Linked DNA regions of Macaca mulatta: region 1 is linked to region 2. A link is a contact called in public Hi-C data. All regions are on one chromosome and are shown on one strand. The core of a region is the stretch at or near the end of the contact, and the rest is flanking DNA. Distances in the headings are between cores, read along the strand shown.

Region 1 (6,381 bases), core at 92-2,591, 65 kb before region 2:
ACTTTGAGGGAGGAGAGAGCACAAAGCAAAGGGCAATTAGGCAAGAAAGAAGTGAATAGACCACTGTGGTTCCCTTTACATAAGGATGAGGCTCTTGTGGAAAAGAGTGGAAGGGAGGGGAACTCTATGTTGTTTTTCAGCAAGTCATTCGAGCCCATTGAAATACCTCCTATGAGCCTCCCTTTCTTCCCCCAGGCTGAGGATCTGGCAACAGAGGTTGAGGTGAAGGGAGGTGTGGCTGCATGCCCAGCCCCAAGGGTCACAGGGCCTCCACCCACGTTCCTGGGATCCCTGGCTTCTAAGTCTCAGTGTGAAGAGTCTACTAGTGAATGAAAGAGAAGGAAGGGAAAGTGTTCCCTGGAAAGCAGTGCTTTAGCCCAGACTTTACTGCACACGCACAGGGAATCACCTGGGAACCTTGTTAAAATGCAGATTTTGATTCTGTCATTCTGGCCCTGGGACTGAGAGTCTGCATTTCTAGTCAGTTTTCAGGTGCTGCCTGTGCCGTTGGGCATGGTCCAGGGACCACACCTTAACCTGCAAGCTGTCTGTCCGTAGCAGCTGTGATGCCCAGCACAAAGCATGCTTCTTAAAAATTATAGCAAATGAGTGAATAGATGAATGAAAAAGTGAGTTGAGAGGTAGGGCTCTCCACTACTTAAATCACCATAGATATCTGTTAAAATATGAATTCCCAAAAAACAAACAAACAAAAATAAATTCCCAACCCTTGGAGTTTCTAAATCAGAAAGTGTGAGATGAGGACGGGATATTTACATTTTAGGCACGCCTCTTAGGTGATTTTTTGATCAGACCAGTTTGAAGAACACTGGTCTAATGAGAAGGATGGGTAGACTCTGAGGTTTGAGTCCAAGCGGCACAAAGATGCTCAAAGGGAAAAAAAATCAGAGACTACAGAGTAGGGGGTGGGAAGGCCCTTGAGACAGTTGCTGAGAGAGACCAGGGCTTACACATGACTCAGGGCCCTCAGGGGTGGGGACCAGGATGCCGGAGGGCTTCTCTGTCTCACCACTTGAAGATGAGGTTGAGCCACTCGGTGATGAGGCTGATCCAGAGCACCGCGATGCCCACACGGCGGGACGCGTAGTAGGCCGCGGGGAAGTAGAACAGAAAGAGGATCTTGGGATCGCCCAGAAAGGTGACCCAGAGCCACACGTTCTCCAGCCAGGCTAGCTGGTTCTGTAGCGCCTCGGCTATCACGATGCCCGCGCCCAGCGTGGACTCCATGGCGGCCCAGCTACCGACGAGGCCAGGGCTTGCTCCAGGACGGAAGCCAAAATGTCCAGACACCGAAGCAGCGTCGGCCCGCGGCTCTCTAAAGCCCACCCCTCTGAGTCCGAGGCCCCGCCCCGCCAGCGGTCATCACCAAGCCCCGCCCCCGGACCCGCCCCCGGCAGTCCCCGGCTCCTGCAAGACCGGCCTCCAGCCGGTACTGTTTCCTCCTGCGCTCTCCTCCAGTTTTCCTTCCTACTGGGCAGCGTAGGGGACAAACCTTTATAAAGGCGTTTCCTCAGGGCCCCACGTGGCCGCTGTTGCCGGCACGTGGGCAGCCGGCTAGCGGCGGCACCGGTGCGGTTCCGGGTCAGGGGACGGACTAGCCGGCGGGCTGCCCGCGCTCCTAGCGTCCCTGCTCTGCTGATGCGAAGGCAGATATGTAATCTCCAGGGCCAGGATTCTTTCCCGACCGGACCCCTCTTCTCCAGTACCAATACCCACCAAAAAAAAAAAAAAGCAAAAAAAAAAAAAAAAAAAAATCTGAGATCCTCTGGAGAAAAGGCTGCAGACAGTCCCTCCTCCTGGGAGCTGAAGCGGGATCCTAAATTTGGATACACACCTAATCAGTTCACCCCATACTCGCCTACCTCAAGACTCTTCCTTTCTAAATCGCCCGCTATTAATTTGGAGGCTGACAGATAAGTCTCTTGATTTTGAGGGGTCTTCCCTAAAAAGGCGAATTCTCACATATAGTGCAAAGTCACACTTCCTCCCAGTTCTTCCCTTGCTTCCCCCACCCCCATCTTCCTGCCATCCAAAACCCTGCTTAGGCAGATGAAACCAAGAGATAGTAACAGTGTTGGTATGGGAAGAGGATTGGCACACACCCGCGACAGAGTTTGAAACAGTCATCTGGAAGAACACACATAGAAAATAGAAATCTCAGCTACTCTAGGCGAGGTCCTGCCTAGAAGACTGTTGAACAGTGTCTCCTTAGTTTCTTCCTACCTCGATCAACTTTGTTCTTGAAAAGTTTTTTTTTTTTGGTTTTGTTTTTTGTTTTTTGCCAGGCGCGGTGGCTCACAACTGTAATCCCAGCACTTTGGGAAGCCGAGGCGGTCAGATCACGAGGTCAGGAGTTCCAGACCAGCCTGGCCAACATAGTGAAACCCCATCTCTACTAAAAATACAAAAATTATCTGGGCGTGGTGGCATGCACCTGTAGTCCTAGCTACTAGGGAGGCTGAAGCAGGAGAATCGCTTGAACCCGGGAGGCGGCGGTTTCGGTGAGCCAAGATGGCACCACTGCACTCTAGCCTGGGCGACAGGGACAGGGCGAGACTCCATCTCAAAAAAAAAAAAACAAAAAAAAGGAAAGTTTTTTTTTTTTCTTTTTGAGAGGGATCTTCGTTCTTGTCTTCTATGCTGGATTACAGGCCCGCGCTACCACGCCCGGCTAATTTTTTTTTTTTTTTTTTTTTTTGAGACGGAGTCTCACTTTGTTGCCCAGGCTGCAGTGCATTGGCAAAATCTCGGCTCACTGCAACCTCCGCCTCCCAAATTCAAGCAATTCTCCTGCCTCTGCCCTACAGTAGCTGGGATTACAGGCATGCGCCACCACGTCTGGCTAATTTTTGTATTTTTAGTAAAGATGGGGTTTCACCATGTTGGCCAGGCTGGCCTCAAACCCCTAACCTTAGGTGATCCAACCACCTCAGCCTCCCAAAGTGTTGGGATTACAGGCGTGAGCCACAGCGCCCAGTTCTTTAAAAGTTTTCTAATAGGTAGATTAAAATGATAATGTAAATCTGTGTTCTCCGAAAGAGATTAATTTCACTAATTAGAAAAGTGTAGGGGGCCAGGTGCGGTGGCTCGCACCTGTAATCCCAACACTTTGGGAGGCGGAGGCAGGCAGATCACTTGAGGTCAGGCGTTCCAGACCAGGTGGGTCAACATGGTGAAACCCCGCCTCTACTAAAAATACAAAAATTAAGCCGGGCACAGTGGCTCACGCCTATAATCCCACCACTTTGGGAGGCCAAGGCAGGCAGATTACAGGTTCAGGAGTTCCAGACCAGCCTGGTCAACATGGTGAAACCTCGTCTCTACTAAAGATACAAAAAATTAGCTGGGCATGGTGGCAAGTGCCTGTAATCCCAGCTACTCGGGAGGCTGAGGCAGGAGAATCGCTTGAACCCGGGAGGCAGAGGTTGCAGTGAGCTGAGATTGAGCCATTGCACATCAGCTTCAGCAACAGAGCAAGACTCCGTCTCAAAAAACAAAACAAAAAATTAGCCGGGCGTGATGGCAGGTGCCTGTAGTCCCAGCTACTCGGGAGGCTGAGGCATGAGAATCGCTTGAACCAGGGAGGCGGAGGTTGCAGTGACCCGAGCCTGCACTACTGCACTCCACCCTGGGCGACAGAGGAAGACTCCGTCTCAAAAAAAAAAAAAAAAAAAAAAAAAGATGCTGGGTGAGGTGGCTCACACCTGTAATCCCAGCACTTTGGGAGGCCAGGCAGGGCGGGTGGATCACCTGAGGTGGGGAGTTGGAGACCAGCCTGACCAACATGGAGAAACCCTGTCGCCACTAAAAACACAAAATTAGCTGGATGTGGTAGCACATGCCTGTAATCCCGGCTACTCAGGAGGCTGAGGGAAGTGAATCGCTTGAGCCCGGAGGTGGAGGTTGTGGCGAGCCGAGATTTTGCCATTGCATTCTAGCCTGGGCAACAAGAGCAAAACTCCCTGTCAAAAAAAAAAAAAAAAAAAAAAAGGGTAAGGGAGGGAAGCTGGATATAAATCTTAGTTTATTGCCTTCGTAGTGAACAGAATTTTTATTCCTGTTACAATGATTGTACCAATACCTCCAACACCAGGAAGTTGTTTTTTTTTTGTTTTTGTTTTTTGAGACGGAGTATCGCTCTGTCTCCCAGGCTGGAGTGCAGTGGCGCCGATCTCAGCCACTGCAAGCTCCGCCTCCCGGGTTCACGCCATTCTCTTGCCTCAGCCTCCTGAGTAGCTGGGACTACAGGCGCCCGCCACCACACCTGGCTAATCTTTAGTATTTTTAGTAGAGACTGGGTTTCACCATGTTAGCCAGAATGGTCCTCGTGATCTGCCCGCCTTGGTCTCCCAAAGTGCTGGGATTGGAGGTGTGAGCCACCGTGCCCAGACACCACCAGGAAGTTTTTTAATTGCCCAAGGAGAAAGCCTACATTGTTTACTGAGTCTTTGAAAGTTTGCTCTGGATCTAGCCTCAACCTTCACCAGCCTATTCCCACACTCTGCTTTGTAATATTTCTGAGCTATACATTCCTTGAAAACACTAAGTTCTCTCATCCTAGGGGTCCTGGCCCATGCAGTTCCCTCTGCCTGGAACATGGCCACTCTTTTTCCTTGCTAATCCTTCAGGTCTCAGTAGGTATTTTTCACTTCCTCCAAGAAGGCCTTTCCTAATGGCTCCTAGAAGTCTTTTATGAAAACCTATAATCATGATTCCATATAAAAAGTGGAAAACTGGAATGGCGATTATGTATGATTTGTTATGGAGGACAGGGCAAAGATGAGAGGCATGAAAATTCTGAGGCTGGCCATAATGGCTTATGCCTGTAATCCCAGCACTTTGAGAGGCCAGCCGAAGCAGGATGATTGCTTGAGCCCAGGAATTTGAGACCAGCCCGGCCAACATGGTGAAACCCCATCTCTACTAAAAGTACAAAAATTAGCCAGGCATGGTGGCTTGCGCCTGTAAACCCAGCTACTCAGGAAGCTGAGGCAGGAGAATCGCTTCAACCTGGGAGGTGCAGGTTGCAGCGAGCCGAGACAGCGTCACTGCACTCCAGTCTGCGTGACAGAGCGAGGTTCTGTCTCAAAAACAAAACACAATAAAACAAAAAAAGTTCTCTGAAAAAGCACACTATGAAGGAGCAGAATTTTTATTCCTATTACAATGATTGTATCAATACCTCCAACACCAGGAAGTTTATGTTTCTTGGAGGGCAAGGAAGTACTTTTGAACTTTGTTCAGGTTAAGCTGCGCCAGGACTGGTCCTTTGCCTCCCTCTGGACTACAGAAAGGTCAACCTGTTTCTCATACATGAAGCGAGGATCCAAAATTTCTATAGTGGGGGTGGGTGGATTAGCGACAGCAATTGGTAGGGCTTGAAAATACATGCACATAGTCCTTTACATAAGATTAAGAAAATGACTGTTTTGTATATCAGATGGACATTAAAGGGCAGGGGTGCAAAACCCCTCCTCCAAGTTCCTCTTTGTCACTATCTGCTGCTCCTCATTCCTGCCTTTTGCCTGGCTTTCTGGGGGAGAGGGCAAAAAGGAAGAAGAGGAAGTGTCTTGACTTCTAAGAATAATGGATGACTAAAGGGGAACTACCATTTATTAAAGACCTAGTACATGCCATGCACATATACACGTTATCGCATTTAAACCTCCTAACTATGAGGTAGGTATTATTATCTAACACAGTATAGCAGTAAATAGCACTGTCCTTGTAAATAGGTAGACTGTTTTTGCTAGTTGTGGAACCGTGGACAAGTTTAGTCTAAAACGTAGTTTCTGTAAAAGGAGGACATTGATACCTACCTCAAAGGGCTGTTAGATGCTCAAGAAGTGACAATACAAATGCCTATGAAGAAACAGGATCAGGTAATTTGCTTACTCAAGGTCAGGTGATTTAGTAATAGGTTGACCTGGGATTCTGGTTCCGGCTTATCTCACTCCACAGCCAATGTTCTTTCCACTATCACTCTCTAGTTACAATCATCTTTTTTTTTTTTTTTTGAGACGGAGTCTTGCTCTATTGCACAGGCTGGAGTGCAGTGGCACGATCTCGGCCCAGTGCAACCTCCGCCTCCCACGTTCGAGCGATCCTCCAGCCTCAGTCCTCCTAGTAGCTGGGATTACAGGCACGCGCCACCATACCCGGCTAATTTTTGTATTTTTAGTAGAGACAGGGTTTCACCATCTTGGCCAGGCTGATCTCGAACTCCCGACCTCAGGTGGTCCACCTGCCTCGGCCTCCCAAAGTGCTGGTATTACAGGCGTGAGCCACCGCTCCCGGCCGTTATAATCATCTTGTCCAAGTATTGTTAAGTCCTCTGAGGCTCTGATTCCTTATATGCAA
Region 2 (5,989 bases), core at 1,950-4,449:
GCTTCTCATGGTCTTTCTGATTTACCCAGACCTTATCCTAGTGACTGTGTTTATTTATGAGACAGAGTCTTGCTCTGTCATCCAGGCTGGAGTGCAGTGGTACGAACTCGACTCACTGCAACCACCTTCTCCCGGGCTCAAGCGATCCTCCTCTCAGCCTCCTGAATAGCTGGGATCACAGGCTCCCGCCACCACGCCCAGCTAATTTTTAGTAGAGATGGGGTTTTCCCATGTTGGCCAGGCTTGTCTCGAACTCCTGGCCTCAAGTGATCCACCCGTGCCTCTGCCTCCCAAAGTTCTGGGATTATAGGTGTGAGCCACCATGCCAGACCCTAGTGACTGATTTAAAATGAAATGTGAAAAGAGGTTTTATTGTCCACCTGGCTGGTTGGGGATTTTTTTTTTTTTTTTTGAGACAGAGTTTCACTCTTGTTGCCCAGAATGGAGTGGAATGGCGCGAATTTGGCTCACTCCAACCTCCGCCTCCTGGATTCAATCAATTCTCCTGCCTCTCAGCCTCCCAAGTAGCTGGGATTACACGTGCCTCCCACCATGCCTAGCTTTTTTTTTTTTTTTGAGATAGAGTCTCACCTTGTTGCCCAGGCTGGAATGCAGTAGCACAATCTCGGCTCACTGCAACCTCTGCCTCCTGGGTTCAAGCGATTCTCCTGCCTCAGCCTCCTGAGTAGCTGGGATTACAGGCATGCGCCACCGCACCTGGCTTTTTTTTTTTTTTTTTTTTTAAGATGAGTCTCGCTCTGTTGCCCAGGCTGGAGGGCAGTGGCACGATCTTGGCTCACTGCAAGTTCCGCCTCCCTGCCTATTCACCTGCCTCAGCCTCCCAAGTAGCTGGGACTACAGGCACCTGCCACCAAGCCCGGCTAATTTTTTTGTATTTTTAGTACAGATGGGGTTTCACCATGTTAGCCAGGATGGTCTCGATCTCCTGACCTCATGATCCTCACCTCCCAAAGTGCTGGGATTATAGGCGTAAGCCACCGCGCCCGGCCTAATTTTTTTGTATCTTTAGTAGAGATGGGTTTTCACCATGTTGGCCATGCTGGTCTCGAACTCGTGACCTCAGGTGATCCACCGTACCCTAGGTCTCCCAAAGTGCTGGGATAATAGGCGTGAGCCAACACACCCTACCTGGTGGCAATTTTTTTTTTTTGAGACAGAGTTTCGATCTATTTCCCAGGCTGGAGTGCAGTGGCGCTATCTCAGCTCACTGCAAGCTCTGCCGCCCGGATTCACACCATTCTCCTGCCTCAGCCTCCTGAGTAGCTGGGACTACAGGCGCCCGTAGTAGCTGGGATTACAGCCATCACGTCTGGCTAATTTTTGTATTTTTAGTAGAGACAGGGTTTCACTATCTTGGCCAGGCTGGTCTTGAACTCCTGACCTTGTGATCCACCTGCCTCGGCCTCTTAAAGTGCTGGGATCACAGGCGTGAACCACCGTGCCCATTCCAACACCTTTTCATCTATCTGTACAACACATATTTCCTGAGGGCATCCTGTATACTAGACCCTGAGGTTGTACAGATGGTTCCCAGCATTGGAGTTTTCAACTTTACATTGGTGCGAAAGCAGATCTGCATTCAGTGGAAACTGTATTTCTCTTGCAATGCTGGGCAGTGTCAGCGAGCCACAGCTTCCAGTCAGCCACACATTTTCAACTTACAGTATTTTCAACCTATGATGGGTTTATCAGGATATAACTCTATCACAAGTCAAGGAGCATCTGTAAATAGTAAACAGAAACCCAGGCACTGTGTTTGTCCTTATGGAGCTCACAATCTAGTGGGGGAATATTGTCAATAAAAGAATCACAAATACATTGGCTGGGTGCAGTGGCTCACGCCTATAACCCCAGCACTTTGGGAGGATGAGGCGGATGGATCGCTTGAGGTTAGGAGTTCGAGACCAGCCTGGTCAACATGGTGAAACCCTGTCTCCACTAAAAATAAAAATTAGTCAGGTGTGGTTGCGGGTGCCAGTAATCCCAGCTACTTGGGAGGCTGAGGCAGGAGAATCACTTGAACCTGAGAGGTGTAGGCTGTAGTGAGCCAAGATCGCACCACTGCACTCCAGCCTGGGTGACAGAGTGAGACCCTGTCGCAAAAATGGAAAAAAGCGTATATATATATGTATAATTGTCACCGTGCCAAGTGATTCAAAGGAAGGTAGCTGATGTTATGAGAACATATAAACGGGTGGGGGGTGGGAGAAGGGGCTGAGAACACACTGAAGGGGAATGCAGAGACCACCTGGATGTCCACTGCAATTAAACTGACAAAATATGACAATTTGGGCTACAGTGGGAGCATGGCAGCTGGAGAAATGGACTGACTTGAGATGTCCCAGATGTTCAGATCTCCCTTTTCTCTCAGGCGACAGGCAAAAGGCAAAACCCAAAGAGGTGACTTTGAGCCAGGAGGACACCCTACTTTGCACTTAACAGAAACGGGGATTTCCTCTGGTGCGTTATGTGTACCATTTATTGAACCGCTACCATGTACTAGGACCGACCTTGTCACATTTAAAGTTCACAACTCTGGGCCAGCGCACTGGCTCACGCCTGTAATCCCAGCACTTTGTAATCCCCGCCCCCGAGGGGGGCGGATCACGAGGTCAGGAAATTGAGACCATCCTGGCTAACACGGTGAAACTCCATCTCTACTAAAACTACAAAAAATTGGCCGGGGCGTGGTGGCACGCGCCGAGTAGTTCCAGCTACTCGGGAGGCTGAGGCAGGAGAATCGCTTGAACCCGGGATGCGGAGATTACAGTGAGCCGGGATCGCACCATTGCACTCCAGCCTAGGCGACAGAGACTCCGTCTCAAAAACAAAACAAAACAAAGAAAGAAGTTCAACTCTGAGGTAGGTGTCATTATCCCCATTTCATGATGCGTCTCATAAAGTTTAGGTGATGTGCCCAAAATCACACCGGGTTGGAATTAGGGTTAGTGCCCTGATCGGGCTGCAGTCAAAGACCAGTTTGCTTTAATACATCAAACTACGGTCCAAGACTTCTGCTTTCTGTTCCTAGTTTTCAATTTTGCAGGGACAAAGATGGGCCCTGAAGGCTCCATGAGCAGACGAAAATGTTGGACTTCGCAACTAGATCACCTTAGGTCCGGAACTACAGAGCGATATCGTTGTTTCCGGGAGGAAAAAAAAAGAAAAAGCGCTTAACCCGGAAGCTGCGTGTCCCATCCCCGCGCTGGCCTCTCTGACTGGGGTGAGGCCGCAGCGGACTGCCCTTTCCCAAGATGGCGTCGAAGATAGGTTCGAGACGGTGGATGTTGCAGCTGATCATGCAGTTGGGTTCGGTGCTGCTCACACGCTGCCCCTTTTGGGGCTGCTTCAGCCAGCTCATGCTCTACGCTGAGAGGGCTGAGGCACGCCGGTGAGCAGGCCTACGCAGCCGCTAAACGCGGCAGGGGGCAGTGATGTGGGAAAGAAATTGGGGGCTAGAAGTCCGGACCCTTGGATTGGGAGGAACTGGGACGAACTGGGACCTCCCTGGGAGGGGTTCTGGTCTGCGTGTCGGGCCAAATCTGGTAGGGCAGTCCTGTCCTTGGGAGGGGAGTCTGGTTTGGGGGAGCAGTGGAGCCTGTGGGAACTCAAGGGGTCTCAAATTTCTTCCCCCACCCCTTCATTCTGTCCTCGTTGCTTCCCCACTCCCGGTCGCAGGAAGCCCGACATCCCAGTGCCTTACCTGTATTTCGACATGGGGGCGGCCGTGCTGTGCGCTAGTTTCATGTCTTTTGGCGTGAAGCGGCGCTGGTTCGCGCTGGGGGCCGCACTCCAATTGGCCATTAGCACCTACGCCGCCTACATCGGGGGCTACGTCCACTACGGGGAATGGCTGAAGGTGAGCGCCTCGACCCCAAAAGGGGCGTCCCTCTGGGTGACGGGGAATCAGAGGCCAATGCCCAGGGCTGTTGGTGGGAGATGAATGGTGCTGGCCAGGTGCACAGTGTGAAGCCTGGGAGGTTCGAACCCCTAGGCTTATGGAGATTACAGAGCGCAGAAATGGATCTAAGAGACCACACAAACTTCCTCTTCAAAGTGTGGAAACTGAGGTCCAGAGATGGGAACCAGACTTTCCCAAAGCCACACCACAATTAGGATACCGGTGGGACCAGAACCCCAGTCACCTGGTTCCCAGAATCTTTTAAACTGTTTAGTAATTTCAGACTCATGGGGTACAAAGGACCTTGGAGAGTACCTAGTTTTCAGAAAATAATTTTATGAAAATGTAATTACTCTTAGTATAGCATTTAAGCCAGAACCTGTGCCAGGCCCTGCAGACTTGGAAATAAGGTTGGACAAAGGCACTTTGAGGAAGAGACTGTCAGACCCTTAGGGGAGGCAGATGTGTGAACAGCTACAGGGCAGCAAGATCAATGTTTTTGTGGGATAGATCCCATGCCACGTAGAATAAAGAACACCAAGATTAGAGTCTACAGATCTGAGAGTGAGGAAGGGAGAAACACATTGTGTTTGGGTTCTGCCACTTACTGGCAGGTAGGACCTGCCAGTTTTCTTTTTTGTTGTTGTTTTTTGAGATGGAGTCTCGCTCCGTAGCCCAGGCTGGAGTGCAGTGGCGCGATTTTGGCTCACTGCAACCTCTGCCTCGCAGGTTCAAGCGATTCTCCTGCCTCAGTCTTCCAAGTAGCTGGGACTACAGGCGCCCTTCACCACACCCAACTAATTTTTGTATTTTTAGTAAAGACAGGGTTTCCTCATGTTGGCCAGGCTGGTCTCAAACTCCTGACCTTAGGGTGATCCACCTGCCTCGGCCTCCCAAAGTGCTGGGATTACAGGCGGGAGCCACCACGCCCGGCCACACCTGACAGTTTTCTTGACCCTCTGGGCCTCAGTTTCTACTTCTATATATATATAAAAAGAATGATCTGTCTGTTGCATCTGCCCACCAAGCTTGGAAATGTAAGAGGGTTCATCAGATGGAATGGGATGTGTAGAGATGGGTGGTTCTACACTCTGGGAAGCCAGGAGAGATGTGGCTGCTGCAGTTCTTGACTGGAGTCCCCTTGCCCCGGCCTAGGTCCGTATGTACTCGCGCACAGTTGCCATCATCGGCGGCTTTCTTGTGTTGGCCAGCGGTGCTGGGGAGCTGTACCGTCGGAAACCTCGCAGCCGCTCCCTGCAGTCCACCGGCCAGGTGTTCCTGGGTATCTACCTCATCTGTGTGGTATGTTGGGGACTGTTGGTTGGAGGTGCCTGGCTAGGAGTGAACTGTGAGTCCAGGCATGGCAGAACCCCAGAAGGTAGACACAGAACGAGGCCTTGTATGCAGTTCCTGACGGCCTGGCTCCCTGAGAATTGTCCCGGCCAGCTTCTAGGCCTCAGGGCCCTCCAAATGCCTGTTGAGAAGCCCTTCCTCCAACAGTGTTGCCATGAGGTAGACTGGCCATTAAATTCCAACCCTGAGAGCCAGGAGAACAAGATGGTGTGATTCTCTCATGGCTCCAGGCCCCAAAGGACTAGAAGGGGATAAAGGAGAGGTTTGGTGGGAGTCAGGCCCCAGCTGGGACTCTGCCTCCTAGAGCTGATGAGAGCTCCAGGGTAGCCACTTATGGTTCTCCCTGGTGCTAGAGGAGGCCAGGATGGATGGGGACATGGACAGGCCCCAAGCTACTTGGTCTCATCTTAATTACTGAGTATATCTCATATACAGCTGTCTGTGTGAGCTCCCATATTCAGAGGTGGGAGCTCCGGTCTGACTGTGGAAATACACTTCCTTCATAGCCCCTAGGGTGAGGGGAGACATAGACCCTAACCTCCTTGGGCTCCATAGTCTGAGGGGGAGACAAAGGCCCTGCTTTCAGAGGTTCCCCAGTCCAAGAGGGGAGTCAGAAGCCCATTTGCAGGGTCTCATTTTCAGGTGCCATCTCAGGGGTGGTTTTCCCCAGACAGGCTTCTGAGCCTGTTGGAGAGTCTTAGAGGATGGTATGTC

Evidence for each region. Hi-C and Micro-C count contacts between places; a contact is called where the count stands out from the background.
Region 1: a contact with region 2 is called in a Hi-C map of blood, with 5 times the contacts expected there. The contact joins the promoter of G6PC3 here to the promoter of TMEM101 in region 2. A contact is called at or near these places in 2 of 14 Hi-C or Micro-C datasets (blood and liver).

The regions. Positions count from the first base shown.
Region 1 is chr16:68,430,794-68,437,174 of T2T-MMU8v2.0, reverse strand. It overlaps G6PC3 (glucose-6-phosphatase catalytic subunit 3), which reads right to left and starts at 1,341. Exons shown (of 6, transcript NM_001257733.1): 1 at 1,031-1,341. The coding sequence starts at 1,248.
Region 2 is chr16:68,367,750-68,373,738 of T2T-MMU8v2.0, reverse strand. TMEM101 (transmembrane protein 101) reads left to right here and starts at 3,199. Exons shown (of 4, transcript NM_001194622.2): 1 at 3,199-3,412; 2 at 3,700-3,880; 3 at 5,078-5,224. The coding sequence starts at 3,276.